6 separate regions of the Mus musculus genome follow, and all the other regions are linked to region 5. Evidence: chromatin contacts called from public HiChIP or PLAC-seq and promoter capture Hi-C data. All regions are on one chromosome and are shown on one strand. Each heading gives the region's core, a stretch centred on a gene start, on an enhancer-like site or on the middle of the called end of the contact. The rest is flanking DNA. Distances are from core to core; before and after follow the strand shown. Region 1 overlaps Ahi1 (Abelson helper integration site 1). Region 2 overlaps Ahi1 (Abelson helper integration site 1). Region 3 holds the start of Aldh8a1 (aldehyde dehydrogenase 8 family, member A1). Region 4 overlaps Ahi1 (Abelson helper integration site 1). Region 5 holds the start of Myb (myeloblastosis oncogene). Region 6 overlaps Hbs1l (Hbs1-like (S. cerevisiae)).

Region 1 (2,700 bases), core at 14-2,513, 150 kb after region 5:
TCCAGTTGTTTTCCATATTGTTGTGTTAGCCACAATCTATGGCCACAGCACCCATAACATGCCCAATCTCAGCATATATTAAACAGAATAACTAAATCAAACTCAATTGTATTTTTATTAATATGAACTAAGAGCTGATACTATTTTTGAAAATATGAGGTCCCGCAGCTTCAAGAAGCTTATACAGGAATGTGAAGAGAAAGATATGCCAGACCTAGAAGTGAAAATAATATTATAAAGAACTCAGCACTTATGTTGCTGTGATTTATAGTTAGTAAAAGGAGAGAAGAGAGGAGAGAGGAATGAAGATTCCTTTGAAGTAACTGATGATCTAACACTAGAGACAGCCAGCCAGGATTAATGGCACGTGAAGACAGGGTATGCCAGCCCCGAGTATGTCTGACAACATGGGCAGTCAGCCTCTTTTATGAGAATCAGAAAACACTGAACGGAAACGTATCTAGGCAAAACCACTTCTGCTATACTTCAACCCTAAGCAAAGGAAAGCACAAGGCAATCTGTAAATTACAAACTTGTATGAAGAAATTGTCATACTATCCTAATTCATGAGAACCTAAACCACTCTAGCACCTGGAAAGCAATCAGCTGGGAGCCCTTTCATCTCCACCATTAGCTGTGAATCTGTGCAGGGTTTAGCTGCTCTCAGGAAGGGTACAGCTCCCTTCTCTTAGGGCCTGTTCTTCTGGGAGAACTTCTCTTACATCTCTTCCCTCTCTATATGAATTTCATTCCAGTAACTACCACTTCCATGCTACATTACCAATAGCTACATAACCACGGGATAACTCAGAATAGCAAATCTAGATACTCTAATGTCCGTCAAATGTTCCCATCAAGCTAGAACACAGCACGACACACACTGAAAAGACTGGCATTTCCTGTTCCATTCTCACTTCACTCTTAATGAGTTTTGTGCCTATTTAAGGAGAGTATCACAAGGCCATTATCTTGTCAAACACAAGGGTCAACTTCGTTCTCTCTTTATCAATTCTCTCCACAGCATGTGCCAGTAAAATACTCTTTTCGAAATGCTCTTCTGTAAACTCCCCTTGCCTTGCCCTCACAGGTACCACCTCAGCTACGCTGTCACCATGGGGCCCTTATCCAGTTCTATAGCTCTTTAAACAGTGCTTTGGCCCTGAACACACGCTACTGTCTACTTCAGTTTCCTCGTGCCCCCAAATCTACTTCCCACACCTGCTCCCTCCATCCCAGCATCCTTCATCCAAGAATAGCAGGAGCAGCAGCTGCACAGCTGCCGAAACCCAAACCCAGAAGAGCTCATTTCTTTATTAACTGCACTGGATAGGTCCAAAGGCCTATTTCCAAAATATGGGCAAAATCAACAAACTAAACAGTGTCTTCAATCCATTTAGCACTCAGTGCTGTCTGGATGAGTCTACCAGCGTTTCTTCTAGGACCAGTGGACCTGATTGCTGATCACTGTGCTTGGAAGACCTCACTCTGCCAAAAGTCAAGGCTCCTGTTCAACCTGGATTGTCTCTCGAAGATAACAGACTCACTTCCTGTTGTGCTGACAAGATTCTTTAAAAAGCATGCACAGCCTACTCTTTGCCACCTTTCTAGTCCTGTCCTAAAACCGCACTTGCCTTTGGCCGTCACTACCCAGTTAAGCAAAGTCACTTTTCTGACCCCTGAATAGCCTTACTCTTACTTTAGTGCTGGGGTCTTTATGAAACGCTACTCTCTGGGAAATCTTCCATGATCCTCCATGACATAACTGCCTCTCCTTCTCTACTTACTCGCCACCCTAAAATCTCATTTTATCTCTATCAGTATTATCTGAAATTCCTTCATTCAGTGTATCTTCCCATATAAGAACATGCCTATGTGAATGTTCTAGCCCAAGCATTTTGAAAAATATTGGTAGCCTCTAAACTATTTGTATAAAGATCTCAGAAAACAATCTTTGCCTTCAAAACTATAATCATTAGGTCTCAACCTAGACCCTTATTTTTGTCAAGCACTTGTCAAAACCTTACTATACAGGACGCAGTGTGTGAGAGGCTGCACAACTGCACTGTGGTAATGGGACAATGACTAGTGACAAGGTGAATAAGAGACCAGATATGGGGCAGGAGCGGCAGTGCCAGGACCACTGGGTATCCGCATGTGACTGAGCTCTCAGACCATGTTATATCTTTAAAAATTAACTAAAAAAATAACCACATAGGGAAAACCACCAAAGCTATAAGACAAACAAACAAACAAAGCGGAAAACAAAATAGTAAATATATAAGACTTAGGGCTAGGCAATGTGACTTTGTATATGATACAAAAAAGATGGACAAAAGAAAAAATATAAAAACCACAAAAAATTACAACTTTTTTTTCTTTTCTAAAGGCAACATCTAGGGAGTGGAAAGAGCATACAAGAGGTATAAAACCTTTGTAGAGAATGCATCTGAAAGACAGCTGCACACATGTATGTGCACACATGTACAAAGAATTACTAAAAATTACTAAAATTACTAAAAATTAAATTAAAATTAAAGAATTACTAAAAATTACTGTGTGTACAAAGAATTACTAAAAAGTGAATAATAAAGAGATGAAAATCAAATGGGCAAATAATTTCAACAAACATTTCCTCAGAGTAGGTAGAAAACCCACATGCTGGAAATGCTCAACACCGCTAGCCATCAGGAAACGCAAGTC
Region 2 (2,700 bases), core at 7-2,506, 130 kb after region 5:
AGATGGGCAGGCAAGGTGCTGACTAAGAACAACATAAAGAGTGATTCTTTACATTTCATTCAGTTTTCATTCAAGGAAAAAGCTTCCTGAAAATGCACCAAAATTCTGGAAAATACAACTCTACACTTTCTTGATCTTGAGGTCTCTCCTTCCCAGAAGGCCAGACTCCTAAATCTCATCTCCATTTTTAGCTGACGACTTTCAATAAGTGATGGATATTCATTTTCAGAAAACACTACCAGTAACTTTTATGATATCATAGACACTCACTACTCACCCCAAACTGACTAAACCACAAAATGCAAAAGCTCTTAAGTTCTCTCAGGGAAGCCCTGGGACTATTCCAGTACAGATACTCTCTTCAGCCTGAGGAGAGTAAATGAGAAAATGTAGGCAGCTCTCTTCCTCCCAAAGCTCGTAGTAGATACAACTTTTTTTTTTAAGATTTATTTATTTATTATATGTAAGTACACTGTAGCTGTCTTCAGACACTCCAGAAGAGATTCAGTTATCATTATAGATGGTTGTGAGCCACCATGTGGTTGCTGGGATTTGAACTCAGGGCCTTTGGAAGAGCAGTCTTAACCACTGAGCCATCTCTCCAGCCGGTAGATACAACTTAAGATGCTTAAAACCAGGCTTTATCCTGTAATAGATCTAATGAAGAATTACCCTGAGTCACAGGAATTTATAAAGGAAAGAGGAATTATTATTTATGAAAACACTACCAGTAACTTTTATGATATCATAGACACTCACTACTTTAGTTACAGATGCACCCACTCTAAGTCAGGTAGCAAATAAAATACTTAAAAAAAAAACCTTCCCATTTGTAGAATCAGAATGGTTGCTACAAACACTGGTGGGAAATGCTAGCAGTGCCGGCTGCACAAGGCTGGGAGGGGGGAGGGGAGGGGAGGCTCTCACCGCAAAGCATCATGGGAGCTGCGAGCAGTGAACGAGTGGCCTGAGGACAAGGCTGTACTCATTTTCTTTAAAAAAACACGCAGTAAGTTTATTATCAGAAAAGAAAGTAAAGAACAACTTGTCCTAAATTTGAGTACTTTGAAATGAATTCTAATATTAATTTATATGCCTTATTATGTGAAAATATGCGAAGTTGTCAACTTCATTTGAAAACTATAAAGATGGTAAAATGCAATCAATGGTTGAAGAAAGCCTATTAAGACAGTGAAAGTCTTGTTCTCATGTCAACATGACTCAGCCATTTTACCAGAGCCTCCTCTCCTTGCTCCTCTCACCCCGCCTTGAGTGAACCAAAGTCCCCTCTCTTCCTCCCTGGAGGCACAGTGCTAACTCACAGGCACGGAGCACTTTGGCCTGATTGATTATTCAGTCCTCCGCTTCAGCTGATGGAACGGAAGAGGTTTTGCCGCCTAACAGTTTTAGTCAGTACACCTACAAAGCTCTCTTTTGAAATAATACCCATGGATCATTTGAGGAAGAATTCAGACGAGATTCCTGAAGTGTGCGTCATTGAACACAGGGCTTTGTTTCCCTTTCTAAAATGTAGTGGAAAATTAGAGAACTTTACATATTTTTATTTGAAAAGTAAATATTACTTTTCATCTCTAATATAAAAAAGACCACTCAAGGCCATAGCTTATGTACAGACTAAATTCTCTCTGCTAACTGCTACTAGACTCTCATGCTCTGACCTAACTGATAGAAGTAGGAGATAAACACAATTTCTGTGAAAGTTGCTGGCCAAGCTAGCCTCAAACTCCCTCCTGATCTTTAGCTCCGGATCCTCCTGCCTCTGCCTCCGGAGTGTAGAATTTACAAACGCTTTCTTTTAGTAATAGTGTCAGAGTCATGTTGATAAAAGATCCTAAACTCTTAACTAAGGAAGTTTGTAATTAAGAGCATTACTCACATCCAATTAAAGCAACAATCCTTTACCAAATGATTTTCTTGGGATCAGATATAGACTTGAGTAGAAGTAGACAGAAGAGAACTGAAGTCTATACAGTACCCACAGGCCATGCACAGTGTTAAAATTAAGGTTTGAGTTCCTAAGTCACACGAGTGATATTTCATGTACTCAACATTCACATGAGGCTCAGGGGCTACAATAATGGACTGCGCACAACTGGAGCTCAGGAAAGATGACTAGGATAAGTCTAAGACATCAGACAGTCACTGCTACCTGAGTACCAAAGATGCTGGCATATGCAGGGGAAGAAAGAGCAGAGCTGTGGGGGAACAGTCTATTTAAGCCTGTCAGGGACCAGGAAGCATCTAGCATAAGGAAAGAAAGAGGACTGACTCGCAAGATAAGAAAAAACCCAACAGAGTGTGGTGTCCAGGAAACCACGCATTAGGAAGTAACCAGATGTATTCAAAGCTGGTGATCGGTCAAGGAAGATAAGGAGAAGAACTGGCCACTGGCATTAGCAGCTGCGAGGGCCACTGGTAAGCTTGAAAAGAATATATTAGAAATGTTAAACTTTCATACAATGGAAAATGTCTAGGAACATGTAGGGACAGACTTTCCTTTGGAGTGTGTGAGGTCGTTCATGTGGATGTCATCTTTGCTATGATAAAAGCTATGAACCTGTAACCAGCACATCTGGTCGAAGTCAAACTGAAAGAACCCTGGGATAAATAAAGATTCGAAGGTTAGAAAAAAAGCCAAGTAGGCTGAAAGCCCTAAATAACAGGGGTTTGCCCAGCACT
Region 3 (2,700 bases), core at 78-2,577, 220 kb before region 5:
TCGGCACATATCTTGTAAAATCAACAAAGACACAGCTTTTGTGGAACCCAAAATATTTGCAAACTGGATTGCTGAGAAAATAAAACATACATATTACTGGAAAAGCAAAAGCAAATATGTTTTATTCTATTTCCTGAAGAAGTGCCAGCCGGTACCACACTCCACCTGCATCTCCTCACTTTGGAAACACCAGGAGATGGAGAAGAGAAGCCTTGGTCTCATGCAGTTTGGGTCATTGGAAGCAAGCAAAATTGCTGGTTACAATGTAACTAACAAGTTACCCAATATTCTTAAACTTTAGTACAGAGTCTAAAGTTGTTTTTTTCCTCTAGAAGACAGATTTAAAATTTACCAGTGAAGAAAAAAAGTTGAATTTTTGAAGAAAAAACTTGGCATATAAGATATATTTATATAGGAAGATTGGAATTATATTATAATCGAGTTGTTTGTGCCTTGAAAAGAATAAACAATGGGCGGTTTGCATTTGGTAACCACACACACATCAGTCACTCAGCACACCAAACATTTTTTATTCTCAGTGCAATAATTCATAACATTAAATATATCTCAAGCATTTTACAAAATTCCCCAAGTGACTTAATTCTTCATAACTAGAAAAGAAAGAAAAAGGAAAGAGAAAGGGACATGAACCCTCATTTTTTAAGTTGTTAAGTTTAATGAAATGACATGAGAGTTTAATTTTCAGCTTCATTACTCAAATAACTGGCTTTATTAGACTGGGTATTCTCAGAGATATGAGGAACTATCAGATGATGGTCTAAAATAAAGTACTGGGCTTTTGTTTTGTTCCCAATTTAAGTTTTCAAGATTTATTTTTATAAACCCATGGAGCCAGTGGGCACTTTGTAGAGAGAAGGATGCATTTCATATCGTAAGAGTTCTCTATAACTATTACAATCTGTCTGAGAATTACAAACATTAAAACCACTGTTCCCACAGCTAACAACTTTCTCTTGAACATAGTAAACTCAGAGCCATTCCAGCTCAGACCAGTCCATTCATATGATAAACTACCTTATAAAATGCTACATTTTCCTTCATCCTCTCCCCTTTAGTTTTAGAAAATGGTTGTCTACAATTTGTCAACACAGTAAATACGTTTTAGTTTCCCAAGTGAATAGACTTACCTCTTCTTTCCCACTGTTTGGAACTTTGCAATAAACTTCCCCTGTTGATGGATCGTAAGAATCTATATATGAGTTACAGGGTAAAAACTTCCCACCTATAAAGTTCTCCAACATCAAAAGTTCCCTTTTTCCAGCCATGTTAGGAAAGTGCCCTCTGTGTACAGCAGCCCTCTGTGACTGCCCTCAGGACTTTGGACACCCTCATCTCACCCCCAGGCCCAGTGTCCTCATTTGCATATCCGAACCTGGGAGGAGGAGACCCGCTGCGCTTCAGAACTTTCCTGATTCCAAACTCGGATGGTTCTTGAAGGCAACTCATGGTCCATTCTGAGAAATGGGCACTGCATTAAACTAACATCAAGTTACATATGTACAATGTCTTCAGATTGTCCTTTCATATCAACTGTGTGTGTGTGTGTGTGTGTGTGTGTGTGTGAGATGATTTTATCGGCACTGCACCATAAGTGCCCACTGTTTAAACACGAAGTGCAAAGCATAAAGAAAATTGGCTCCACAGAATATTGTCCCATGCAGCAATCCTTACTTCCTCCTTTCTAGGGAAGGCATTGAGCCTCTGGAAGGTTACACAATGTGGCCAAGGTCACACATGAACACTCAAGTACTGACAGGAAATGAGAAGAAACTTTAGCTACATTTACACCTAACAGCCTGTGAGTCCATCTCAGGAGGATGCATCCATGTCCCTGTAGGGACTGGCCACAGGAGCAAGGGAGCCGTCTTCACTACCCGGCAATGCCGTGGTTTGAACGCTCAGAATTCGGGCACGTTTAACCCTCCAGTGGCAGTGTTTAAGTGGGCACTCCTGGAGTTAAGGTGCTGCTCACGGCCTCGGTGGTGCCTTCGAAACAGGCTATGGGTCATTTGTGCCTTCTGCCGCAGGAGCACAGCTGCCCTGCCTGGTGAGGAAGTGGCAGAGGCAGGGGATATTTACCATACACAATCTCCTCACACCAACATCATGGGCTTCCCAGTCTCCAGAACAACAAGAATTCAGGTTCTCTCAAGTGATCGATTTTCAGTTATTCTGTCACAGCTGAACAGACCAGCACATGGCCTCTGAGAGGACAGGACACACCACCGTTCACTCTGCTGAGGCTCCATGGATAACCAAACTCTCTTGTGCATCATAGCGCTTGTTTTGTATTTTGCAAGTAACCCTCTGAAGGTCTTGTTCCTTCTGTTCTCCATGTTGCTATCTCCCCATCCTTCCTGTACTTCACGTCTCCACCTACTGACGGCTGTCTGTCGTCTTTGGCGTCCCATTTTCACCACAGTGCATTTGGTGAGAATTTGTTCTTAACCGTGACTGGAAGAGGCTGCTTTTCTACCACTGGCTTTGTCTTTCACCAGTTGTGGAAATGTTTTGGCTGCTGTATTGCTGTGTTTCCATTCTCTGTATTTCTACCTTGTAGAATGTTTAAAATGTAAAGAGAGCATCTTCAATTTCTTACTGACCATGAATCTCCTCCCTCCCTGTCTCTGTCTTTCCCTCCCTCCCTCTCTCCCTCCCTCCTGGCCAGCTTCTTCCCCC
Region 4 (2,700 bases), core at 32-2,531, 180 kb after region 5:
TGCTCTTCTGAAGGTCCTGAGTTCAAATCCCAGCAACCACATGGTGGCTCACAACCATCCGTGATGAGATCTGATGCCCTCTTCTGGTGTGTCTGAAGACAGCTACAGTGTGTTTACATATAATAAATAAATCTTAAAAAAAAAAAAAAAAGAGATCAATCCCTAAACACATAAGCTCAGTACCAGAAAAACAAATAATGTGGCTACAGAAATGGGGAAAAGACTGAATAGACAGCTCCACAAAGGACAATAAGGTGGCTGAAGATACATGAACAGTCGGTCGTTCAACATCACTAGGCATTAAGGAATGCACCCATTCATCCCCCATCTTTTCTCTTTCCTCTCTAACATTACTCATCCCCTCAAACAAAAAGATTTTCATTTGCCACAGCAGGGATGATCCTGGAAGACATGTTAAATACTTATATGTGGAATCTAAGAGTTAAATGTACACGAAATTCTGAGTTGTGGGGGAAACAGGAAGCTGTAGGTCAGAACACGCCATCAACAGCTCATCATTCAGCACGTAATACGAAGTCTACATGTAATGAAACTGTACTGAACCCTGTTAACTACACAGAGTTCAGCTTCTCTCGCCACAAACAACCAAACGGGCAATGTAGCATGACATGATGGTAAGTTGACTCACTACAGTAACATTTTACTAAATACGTGTATGCTCACAACCATGCTATAACCTTTAATGGACACAATAAAACTTTTAAAAAGTGATTACCAATGATCCCTTTTGGGATTGTCACAAGAAAGGAAAACCTGAAAATCTAAAAAGCCTTAGGTGCCAGAGGTACAAGTGCCTTGCTGAGCAGAGCTGTCTCCCCAAATAACCTGGCTTAAAGTCCAAAGAGTCTAAGGAAAATCCCTTAACCCAGGGCGAGACTCTGACTCAGCTCCCTCTCCCCCAAGCTTCGTAGTTTTCACCTAGAGGTTTTCCTCTAGCAGACCTAGGCCTAGGCTGGCTGAGCCCCGCAGCAGCGGGCAAGCAGACCTAGGCCTAACAGCAGTTCCAGGTATAAACTACAGCAGTACAGCTCAACATATAACAAAAGCTCAACCTTACCAATTCATTTACACTACAAAAATTATAAAAATAAAACTGCAGAAATTCTTACAGACCATAATAATACCCTCTGCCTTGTTTGTTTCTCTCAGATGGAGTAGTTACTATGATTAGATGACAATCCCTGCCATATCCACATTACTCTGACAGCACGGACGCTGTTGTTAGTGACGGTACTAGATTGAAGAGAATATGCAGGAAACAGGTGGTAATGGGATACATGTGTTATTCTAATGTGAGTTTCAGCTGCTGCCATGCTACAGATTGGTCCTCAAAAGACCACAAATGAGGTGAGGTTGTAGCTTAGTGGAGAGTCATTGCCTAGTCCAGGGCCTAAAAGAGCAAAGAGTAAAGTGTGGCCACACTGAAAAAGGAGAGCTGACACCAGTCCCTCTCAGAATCACTAACTCCCGACTGTGGTCAGCAGGAGGGTATGAGGTGGGCTTCTGCACCGAGAGAAGCTTAAGTTTTCAAAGGACAAACTTGGATGTCCTTATGGTCTTTTAAACATCCGTCCTGTGGTCGATTCTCCTGTAGTTCCTCCACGAAGTCTCGGGGCATGAAATGTGGTTCTGTACCTTATTTATCGTCCAGTGGCGCACGGAGTGTTGCACATCATTCACTTTGACGTACGTGTCCCAGACAACGATGACCCCGATGCAGTCTCCTGAGTACATGTGGTGACCTGGTAAAAACAGCAAGAACTCACTCAAGAACGCCACAGAAGTTACATACATACACACACACACACACACACACACACACACACACACACACACGTGTGTGTGTATATTTATATACCACATGGTATTCATAAAATATATATGAAAGGACTCAGATGTAGCTGTCTCTTGTGAGACTATGCCGGGACCTAGCAAACACAGAAGTGGATGCTCACAGTCAGCTATTGGATGAATCACAGGGCTCCCAATGGAGGAGCTAGAGAAAGTACCCAAGGAGCTAAAGGGATCTGCAACCCTATAGGTGGAACAACAATATGAACTAACCAGTACCCCGGAGCTCTTGACTCTAGCTGCATATGTACCAAAAGATGGCCTAGTGGGCCATCACTAGAAAGAGAGGCCTATTGGACTTGCAAACTTTATATGCCCCAGTACAGGGGAACGCCAGGGCCAAAAAGGGGGAGTGGGTGGGTAGGGGAGTGGGAATGGGTGGGTATGGGGGACTTTTGGGATAGCATTGGAAATGTAAACGAGGATAATACCTAATAAAAATAAAAAAAAAGTAAAATGCACACTATATTCCAATTATCTTTAAGTAAATTCTTCACTTTAAAAAGCATTTTGGATAACATTTCCATTTGTCATGTTTCTGAATGTAAAAAGAAATGAGCAATGTAGTTTGCATGTCTAGCACCCATACACTCACATTCCAAATTATTTGAGGTAACCAACGTGTATCTGTATCCATTATTATTATTAGCCTCTGTAATTGTTTATACTCCAAGAAAATACATGCTCTAATATACATTGTAAACACAGTCATAGTGACCATTAAACTTGAAATGATCAGAGAGTTAAAAAAATCATAAGTAATGAGTGTTAACACGTTTTTAAAAACTGAATGGGACCCAGAAAACATAGAGGCTCAACCTCGTGAGC
Region 5 (2,700 bases), core at 168-2,667:
GAGCTATGTTTGAACCCCTAAAGCACTTGGGACACTCACACACCCAGTCAGCACAAGTCTTGAACTCCTAAAAGATTAAAGGCAAAATAAATTGGTGTGTATTGAGAATGAAAAGAAAAATCCCCAAGGGTACTGATTTATAAACAGAAGTAACACTGAAAGTCCCCTGAAATCCCCCAATCACCAATCCTTATAAATTCAGCACTTTGCACATCGCTCCTTTGGGAACCTGTAGTTAAAGTTACAGGGATACCTTCGCTGACTTGTGGCTGGTAAACTCTTCAAATTACACCCAACAGGGTCCTTACTGTTTAGCTCAATGGTTCTCAGCCTTCCTTTAAAGGGTCTCAGCTGCGACCCTTTAATACAAGTTTCTCATGTGGTGGCCCCAAACATAAAATTATTTTCATCAGTATTTTATAACTGTAATCTTGCTACTTATGAATCATAATGTAGAGATCAGATATATATCAAACGTACAAGATAACAGTCGAGCAATCCCAAGTGGGTCGGGACCCACAGGTTGAGAACCAGTGGTATGGGTTTGGTTTAAAAAAAAAATGAATCAGGAGTGCACAAGTTCCTGAGAACTGCTAGGGGTTGTTTGTTTGGGATCCAGTAGGTTTGTCCAGCAAGTGTTTGACGCAGGACCCAGGACCCGAGCGCACTCTGCAGAGGCAGAAGTGCGTGGTAGGCACCTCCTAGGGTGGGTGGGCCCGGCGTGTGTCTAAGTGAGGGAGGAAGGGCTTATGACAAAAAGCCGGTGGTGTGTGGGCTGCAGGATCTGGGAGGAGATTGAAAAATGAGCCCGGGGCTCGATCTGTCAAAGGCTGTAGCCACAGGGCTGACTGTATTTAAGTATCCTTTGTCGCTTACCAGTGAATTAAAGATGTCCCTTTAAAATTAAAACATGAAAAACTGGACCTAGTCAAAAATCGTTGGGGGTTGGGGAAGTACGCTCACTCTATTCAACCGATCATCCCTCACACTCTCTGCTCCCGGGTGTGTTGAAGTCGGGGCGCAGTTGAAACCCTGAAGGCAGAAGTGTGTCACCCAACCCCATCGAGGTGCCCTTGAATGGAAGCGCTGCTGATTCGGGCTCGGGAGCCCCGGAGCCTACGGAGAGGAGCGACCGCGTAGCCCCGAAAGCGGTAACAGCGGGACCCGGTGTGAGCCGGCGCCACCCGGCCACGGAGCGGGGTTTGCGCAGGAAAAGGCGCCACCGCGGCCCCGGCCGCCCCTCCCCAGCCCGGGCTCCCCGCCCGCCCGCCGTCCCGGCCGCGCTGCGCGCCAGGAGCAGCTCCGCGGCGCGAGAGGCGAATGGGAGCGGCGGCCAGGCGGGCTGCAGCTCGGGCGACCGCGGAGGCGGCGGGCAGGGCGCGTGCGCACTGCAGGGGCGCCAGATTTGGCGGGAGGGGGAGTGTCCAAACCTCTTTGTTTGATGGCATCTGTTTACAGAGTTACACTTTAATATCAACCTGTTTCCTCCTCCTCCTTCTCCTCCTTCTCCTCCTCCTCCTCGGTGACCTCCTTCTCCTCCCCTTTCTCCGGAGAAACTTCGCCCCGGCGGTGCGGAGCGCCGCTGCGCAGCCGGGGGAGGACGCAGGCAAGGCGGAGGGCAGCGGGAGGCGGCAACCGGTGCGGTCCCCGGGGCTCTTGGCGGAGCCCCGGCCCGCCTCGCCATGGCCCGGAGACCCCGACACAGGTAATGGGGAGGCTGAGAGGGCGGCCTCGGGCTAGGGCGCGCGGGGATCCAGGCATCCCGGAGCAGGTGGGAATGCCTTCCCTGTTGGTTTGCGGGGCTGTCAGCCAGTGGCAGAAGACACTCGGGAGAAGGATGAATGGAAAACTCTGCGAGAAGCGCACGGGTATAGTGGGAAGCATGCCCTGAGGCTCTTTTTTATTTTATTTCCCTTTTTCTTTCTTTTTTCTTTTTCTTTTTGCAAGTTGCTCGGGGATTCGTTTCTCTTTGGGGGGTGGGGTGGGGGGGGGGCTCGGCACTCTTCAGCCGAGGACTGAACGGTTCCATCAGACCCGAGGAGCCCACCAGGTGTTTGGCTTGATGCCCCGAGTGTCGGCGAGGGAGTCGCAGCCTAATTGCTGCATGCATTGAGGTGTGTTTGCACTTGAAGAGCATATGGCAGATATAGGGAAAGGCCGGGTTGTTTAGTAGCTGCAGGTAGTTCATTTAAATTTCATTCATTCATTATGGAGGCGAGAGAGGTGTCAGCTGACAGGCAGGCAGCTGCAAAGATTTTAGGGGGACAAAATGGGTTTGCAGATTGTTTTAAACCCAGCCGTTTGAAGATTCTTGTACTTGTTATGGAAGAAGCTTTTGCAAACACTGCACGCGCCCGCGTCGCACATGTCACCGCACCGGCCGAGATGATGCGTGCACTCTCTTTCCATTTTGGCCCCACCTTCGGGAAGAGGGATCCTCTCGGAACTGTCAGTTGCTGGCGCTCAAGTCCGGCCCGACTCGGGGTTTCCCGAGGACACGCCGGGGCTCCCAGAGAGCAACAGATGCGGGGCTTAGCTCGGTGGCGGTCGCCACTCGGCGCAAAGTGCTGGAGGCAGGCGGCACCCAAGGCAGCTGCAGTGCACCCCGGGCGATGTCGCCGCTCTTCTCCTGGGCCGCGCACACGTGGAAGCAGCTGAGGTCGCCGCTGCTCCCAGCACTCTGCTCCAGCTGCTTTTGGT
Region 6 (2,700 bases), core at 70-2,569, 150 kb before region 5:
AGCTCAGGGAATGTACTGGGAGACTGCATGGTGGATGAACTAAACACATCAGGTGCAGGGGCTTAGGGTAGAACAATTAGGCAAACAAGAGGAAATGACCTGAACATCTCAGAGGAACTACACTGGGTCTGGTGCATGAAATACTTGAAGAGGTAATGCGGTCAATGAACAAACTCCTTAGCTGTTTCTGCAGTCCCTCCGAAAGCTAACAGCTAACGACGGGAACCAGTGGGCGATGATGTATGTCAGATGCCCTTCATTCATGGACCAAAAACTGGGTATACCAATGTTCTCCAACATGTAGTTCTAACTCCCAAGTCACACTCAAGGAACTGTGGCCATCCATCACTTACAGGCCTGCACAGAGCACTGGACAGTTTGAGTCCTCAACAGATAAGCTCCCAAGTGAGGCCAAACAGCAACACTATTTCTTATTTCAAGCTCTCATGGTAAAAACACGGGCTTCTCATGGATTTGGTGTCATGGTTTTCTATTTTTGTCTTCTTTTGTTGTTGTTTGTTTTTTGTTTTGTTTTTTTGTTGTTTGTTTTTTTTTTTTCTTTTTTGGTTTTTTGAGACAGGGTTTCTCTGTGTAGCCCTGGCTGTCCTGGAACTCACTTTGTAGACCAGGCTGGCCTCGAACTCAGAAATCCGCCTGCCTCTGCCTCCCGAGTGCTGGGATTAAAGGCATGCACCACCAACGCCCGGCTTATTTTTTGTCTTCTTAGAAGCAGAATACTGACATGTCTACAATTCCTAAGCACCAGAAAACTATGAAATGTGTTGCAAAAACAGTGCACAATAGATGAGATATTCTGTTAAACAGTCACCTGTGAGCTCACTGTAATGCAGTAATGAGATGCAATAATACATATTAATAGAGGCACATGGAGGACCAAGTTACATATTGACTGGTTAGTGTGCATGCAACCCATGGCTCATCAGTTACAGGGCACATATAGTAATACATGTCTTATACGAAGAATGTCTCAGTCGCCTTGTAGAATAGAATTAACCCAAACAATAAGAACGAGTTATCTACATGTATGTGTGTCTAAATAAACACTTACTCCTGAGTCAGACATAAGAGTGACAGTCAATTATAAGTTAGCAGGTCAGGAAGAAAGGCATCAAAGATTATACTGGGTCAACAGAGGACAATGCTAATGAAAAATCAAGAAGTAGCAGTTCAGATGAGGAGACAAAAAGAGAGAGATCTCTTTCGAAGTTACAAGTGTTGCAACTTGTAAGTAGAAGCCTACATCCACCCCCCTCTTTGAAGTAAGACTCCTCAGGCTGTTCACTTTGGCATAAGGCCTGCATCTAAACCAGCCTGCTTTAGTAAGTCAGGCGTGACAAGACAGGAAGTGTGCTCTCAATCCTTGCCCCTCCCACCATCACCTCAGAAATTAATATTCAGGACCCTGTATGAATGCTTATGTTTCTATATGAGGCATAAAATATCAAATTATAAACACACACGCACGCAGGCAATCACAATCCCATGGGGAAAAAGAACTATAAATGATGAATACATTGGAAAAAATTCTTCACACCCAGTGGATTGGTTTTTGTCTATAGTAAGATGAAAAGCAGTACTTTCTGGATAAATTATCAAAATGCCGTTCAGAAATACCAAACTCCTATAGAAACTTCTAATGGGTAAACAATGTTTTTATACTTGATTTAAGAAAACCTCAGAATTGTAATTTCTTTCAATGTAGCTTTTATAAAAATGTATATATACACTCAAAATGTGACAAGTTTCCATAGCATGAAAATTAGTTGCACAATTACAGAGTCTTATGCAGTTATAGGTACAAATATAAAAACTATCATAGAAATCCCTACTAATTCTTCCCTTTCTATCCAATATTATCTTTGCTTACACACTCATTTTATAAACAAATACATGTATATACACATACACATATACATTTGTGAACATAAGAGAAAGCTGATGATACATAACTCATTTTCAATATATAATGATCCAAACACAAGCTGTTCGAGGCCAATCTAGAAGACAGCAGACATTTTACAAACATGTTCTTTTTCTCTGCACTGTATTCTCTGAAGTGCTTCCTTTTCTAGTCACAACCCTTCCGTGGTGTCATCACTGGGGTGACAGCCAGATGCACGACAGCCCCATAGCAATATCAACTCTAACAGCTATTGCTATTTCTGAGGAAGGGTAGAAGAAAGGAAGGTCCAAAGCAGAGGGCGCACAGGTGAAAATGCAGGGGGAGCAGAACAGGAAAGGCCGGGCACAGCCAGAGCCTGAGCAGAAAGGATGCGTGGTTCTAGACAATTCCAAGAACCACGAACTTTACAGTGAAAAGGACAAAATGCCCACGAACACAACAGAGCTTTAAAGATCGAAGAGAACAAAGAGCAACAGGCATCATTCTGAACATCTTTTCCATCATTTAGAAGTAGTTTACTGTATTCCTATGTAAATGGAGGCATCTGATCATAGCACAAAGATGCCTCTGCGTGTCAACGTGGATGTTTGAAGTAGGAAACAAAGGTAACCCTAACACATTCAACATCCCTGTGTTCCCAGACAGCAGCAGCTGTACACACAGCTGTAAGCATAGTCACAATGCCTATTACCAATGAGCACACCCTGCTCTGTGCCAGGGACCATGGCAAGGGGGACAGACAGCAGGGAGACTCTCAGCTTCACTCTGAGTCTCAG

What was found. Promoter capture Hi-C pulls out the DNA fragments that hold promoters and counts their contacts. HiChIP or PLAC-seq counts read pairs in DNA pulled down with a chosen protein or histone mark.
Region 1: an H3K4me3 HiChIP or PLAC-seq map of the SCID.adh cell line shows a contact between it and region 5, with 13 read pairs. The contact joins the enhancer-like site here to the promoter of Myb in region 5. A contact is called at or near these places in 11 of 39 promoter capture datasets (the 3T3-L1 cell line, 3T3-L1-derived adipocytes, the C10 cell line and 9 more), 6 of 484 Hi-C or Micro-C datasets (the N1E-115 cell line, Th1 cells, embryonic stem cells and 1 more), 22 of 115 datasets of contacts at active chromatin or transcription factors (the 230-238 cell line, CD8 T cells, the HPC-7 cell line and 12 more) and 4 of 9 other capture datasets (adipose tissue, liver, macrophages and 1 more).
Region 2: a promoter capture Hi-C map of embryonic stem cells shows a contact between it and region 5, with 5 times the contacts expected there. The contact joins the enhancer-like site here to the promoter of Myb in region 5. A contact is called at or near these places in 15 of 39 promoter capture datasets (3T3-L1-derived adipocytes, the C10 cell line, the HPC-7 cell line and 7 more), 2 of 15 datasets of contacts at CTCF or cohesin (large pre-B cells and thymocytes), 26 of 484 Hi-C or Micro-C datasets (the CH12 cell line, the N1E-115 cell line, Th1 cells and 5 more), 23 of 115 datasets of contacts at active chromatin or transcription factors (the 230-238 cell line, CD8 T cells, the HPC-7 cell line and 13 more) and 4 of 9 other capture datasets (adipose tissue, embryonic stem cells, liver and 1 more).
Region 3: a contact with region 5 is called in a promoter capture Hi-C map of embryonic stem cells, with 11 times the contacts expected there. The contact joins the promoter of Aldh8a1 here to the promoter of Myb in region 5. A contact is called at or near these places in 11 of 39 promoter capture datasets (the C10 cell line, the HPC-7 cell line, HPC-7-derived erythroid cells and 5 more), 2 of 484 Hi-C or Micro-C datasets (the G1E-ER4 cell line and pro-B cells), 6 of 115 datasets of contacts at active chromatin or transcription factors (the 230-238 cell line, the SCID.adh cell line, T-cell acute lymphoblastic leukemia and 3 more) and 3 of 9 other capture datasets (adipose tissue, liver and macrophages).
Region 4: a promoter capture Hi-C map of the HPC-7 cell line shows a contact between it and region 5, with 6 times the contacts expected there. The contact joins the enhancer-like site here to the promoter of Myb in region 5. A contact is called at or near these places in 14 of 39 promoter capture datasets (the 3T3-L1 cell line, the C10 cell line, the HPC-7 cell line and 9 more), 7 of 484 Hi-C or Micro-C datasets (the HPC-7 cell line, Th1 cells, double positive thymocytes and 2 more), 11 of 115 datasets of contacts at active chromatin or transcription factors (the SCID.adh cell line, T-cell acute lymphoblastic leukemia, acute myeloid leukemia and 7 more) and 3 of 9 other capture datasets (adipose tissue, liver and macrophages).
Region 6: a contact with region 5 is called in a promoter capture Hi-C map of the HPC-7 cell line. The contact joins the enhancer-like site here to the promoter of Myb in region 5. A contact is called at or near these places in 18 of 39 promoter capture datasets (the C10 cell line, the HPC-7 cell line, HPC-7-derived erythroid cells and 13 more), 1 of 15 datasets of contacts at CTCF or cohesin (large pre-B cells), 10 of 484 Hi-C or Micro-C datasets (CD4 T cells, CD8 T cells, the CH12 cell line and 5 more), 9 of 115 datasets of contacts at active chromatin or transcription factors (the 230-238 cell line, CD4 single positive thymocytes, CD8 T cells and 6 more) and 2 of 9 other capture datasets (adipose tissue and liver).

The regions. Positions count from the first base shown.
Region 1 is chr10:21,010,069-21,012,768 of GRCm38.p6, reverse strand. The region is part of intron 17 of Ahi1 (Abelson helper integration site 1); the gene reads right to left. Among named protein-coding and RNA genes, the nearest start is that of Gm20149, 33 kb to the left of the region's middle. Within about 2 kb of position 1,263, at least 5 of the 459 cell types and tissues checked have an H3K27ac peak or open chromatin away from gene starts, as enhancers often do. A contact at or near this core is called in the SCID.adh cell line, where this site is marked.
Region 2 is chr10:21,026,592-21,029,291 of GRCm38.p6, reverse strand. The region is part of intron 18 of Ahi1 (Abelson helper integration site 1); the gene reads right to left. Among named protein-coding and RNA genes, the nearest start is that of Gm20149, 16 kb to the left of the region's middle. Within about 2 kb of position 1,256, at least 51 of the 459 cell types and tissues checked have an H3K27ac peak or open chromatin away from gene starts, as enhancers often do. A contact at or near this core is called in the CH12 cell line, the HPC-7 cell line, the N1E-115 cell line and 3 more, where this site is marked.
Region 3 is chr10:21,375,927-21,378,626 of GRCm38.p6, reverse strand. It overlaps Aldh8a1 (aldehyde dehydrogenase 8 family, member A1), which reads right to left and starts at 1,327. Exons shown (of 7, transcript NM_178713.4): 1 at 1,149-1,327. The coding sequence starts at 1,286.
Region 4 is chr10:20,980,387-20,983,086 of GRCm38.p6, reverse strand. It overlaps Ahi1 (Abelson helper integration site 1), which reads right to left. Exons shown (of 24, transcript NM_026203.3): 12 at 1,657-1,763. Among named protein-coding and RNA genes, the nearest start is that of Ahi1, 29 kb to the right of the region's middle. Within about 2 kb of position 1,281, at least 4 of the 459 cell types and tissues checked have an H3K27ac peak or open chromatin away from gene starts, as enhancers often do. A contact at or near this core is called in the HPC-7 cell line and the SCID.adh cell line, where this site is marked.
Region 5 is chr10:21,159,701-21,162,400 of GRCm38.p6, reverse strand. Myb (myeloblastosis oncogene) reads left to right here and starts at 1,417. Exons shown (of 16, transcript NM_001198914.1): 1 at 1,417-1,705. The coding sequence starts at 1,683.
Region 6 is chr10:21,312,555-21,315,254 of GRCm38.p6, reverse strand. The region is part of intron 4 of Hbs1l (Hbs1-like (S. cerevisiae)); the gene reads right to left. Among named protein-coding and RNA genes, the nearest start is that of Hbs1l, 18 kb to the right of the region's middle. Within about 2 kb of position 1,319, at least 11 of the 459 cell types and tissues checked have an H3K27ac peak or open chromatin away from gene starts, as enhancers often do. A contact at or near this core is called in the 230-238 cell line, the HPC-7 cell line, pro-B cells and 1 more, where this site is marked.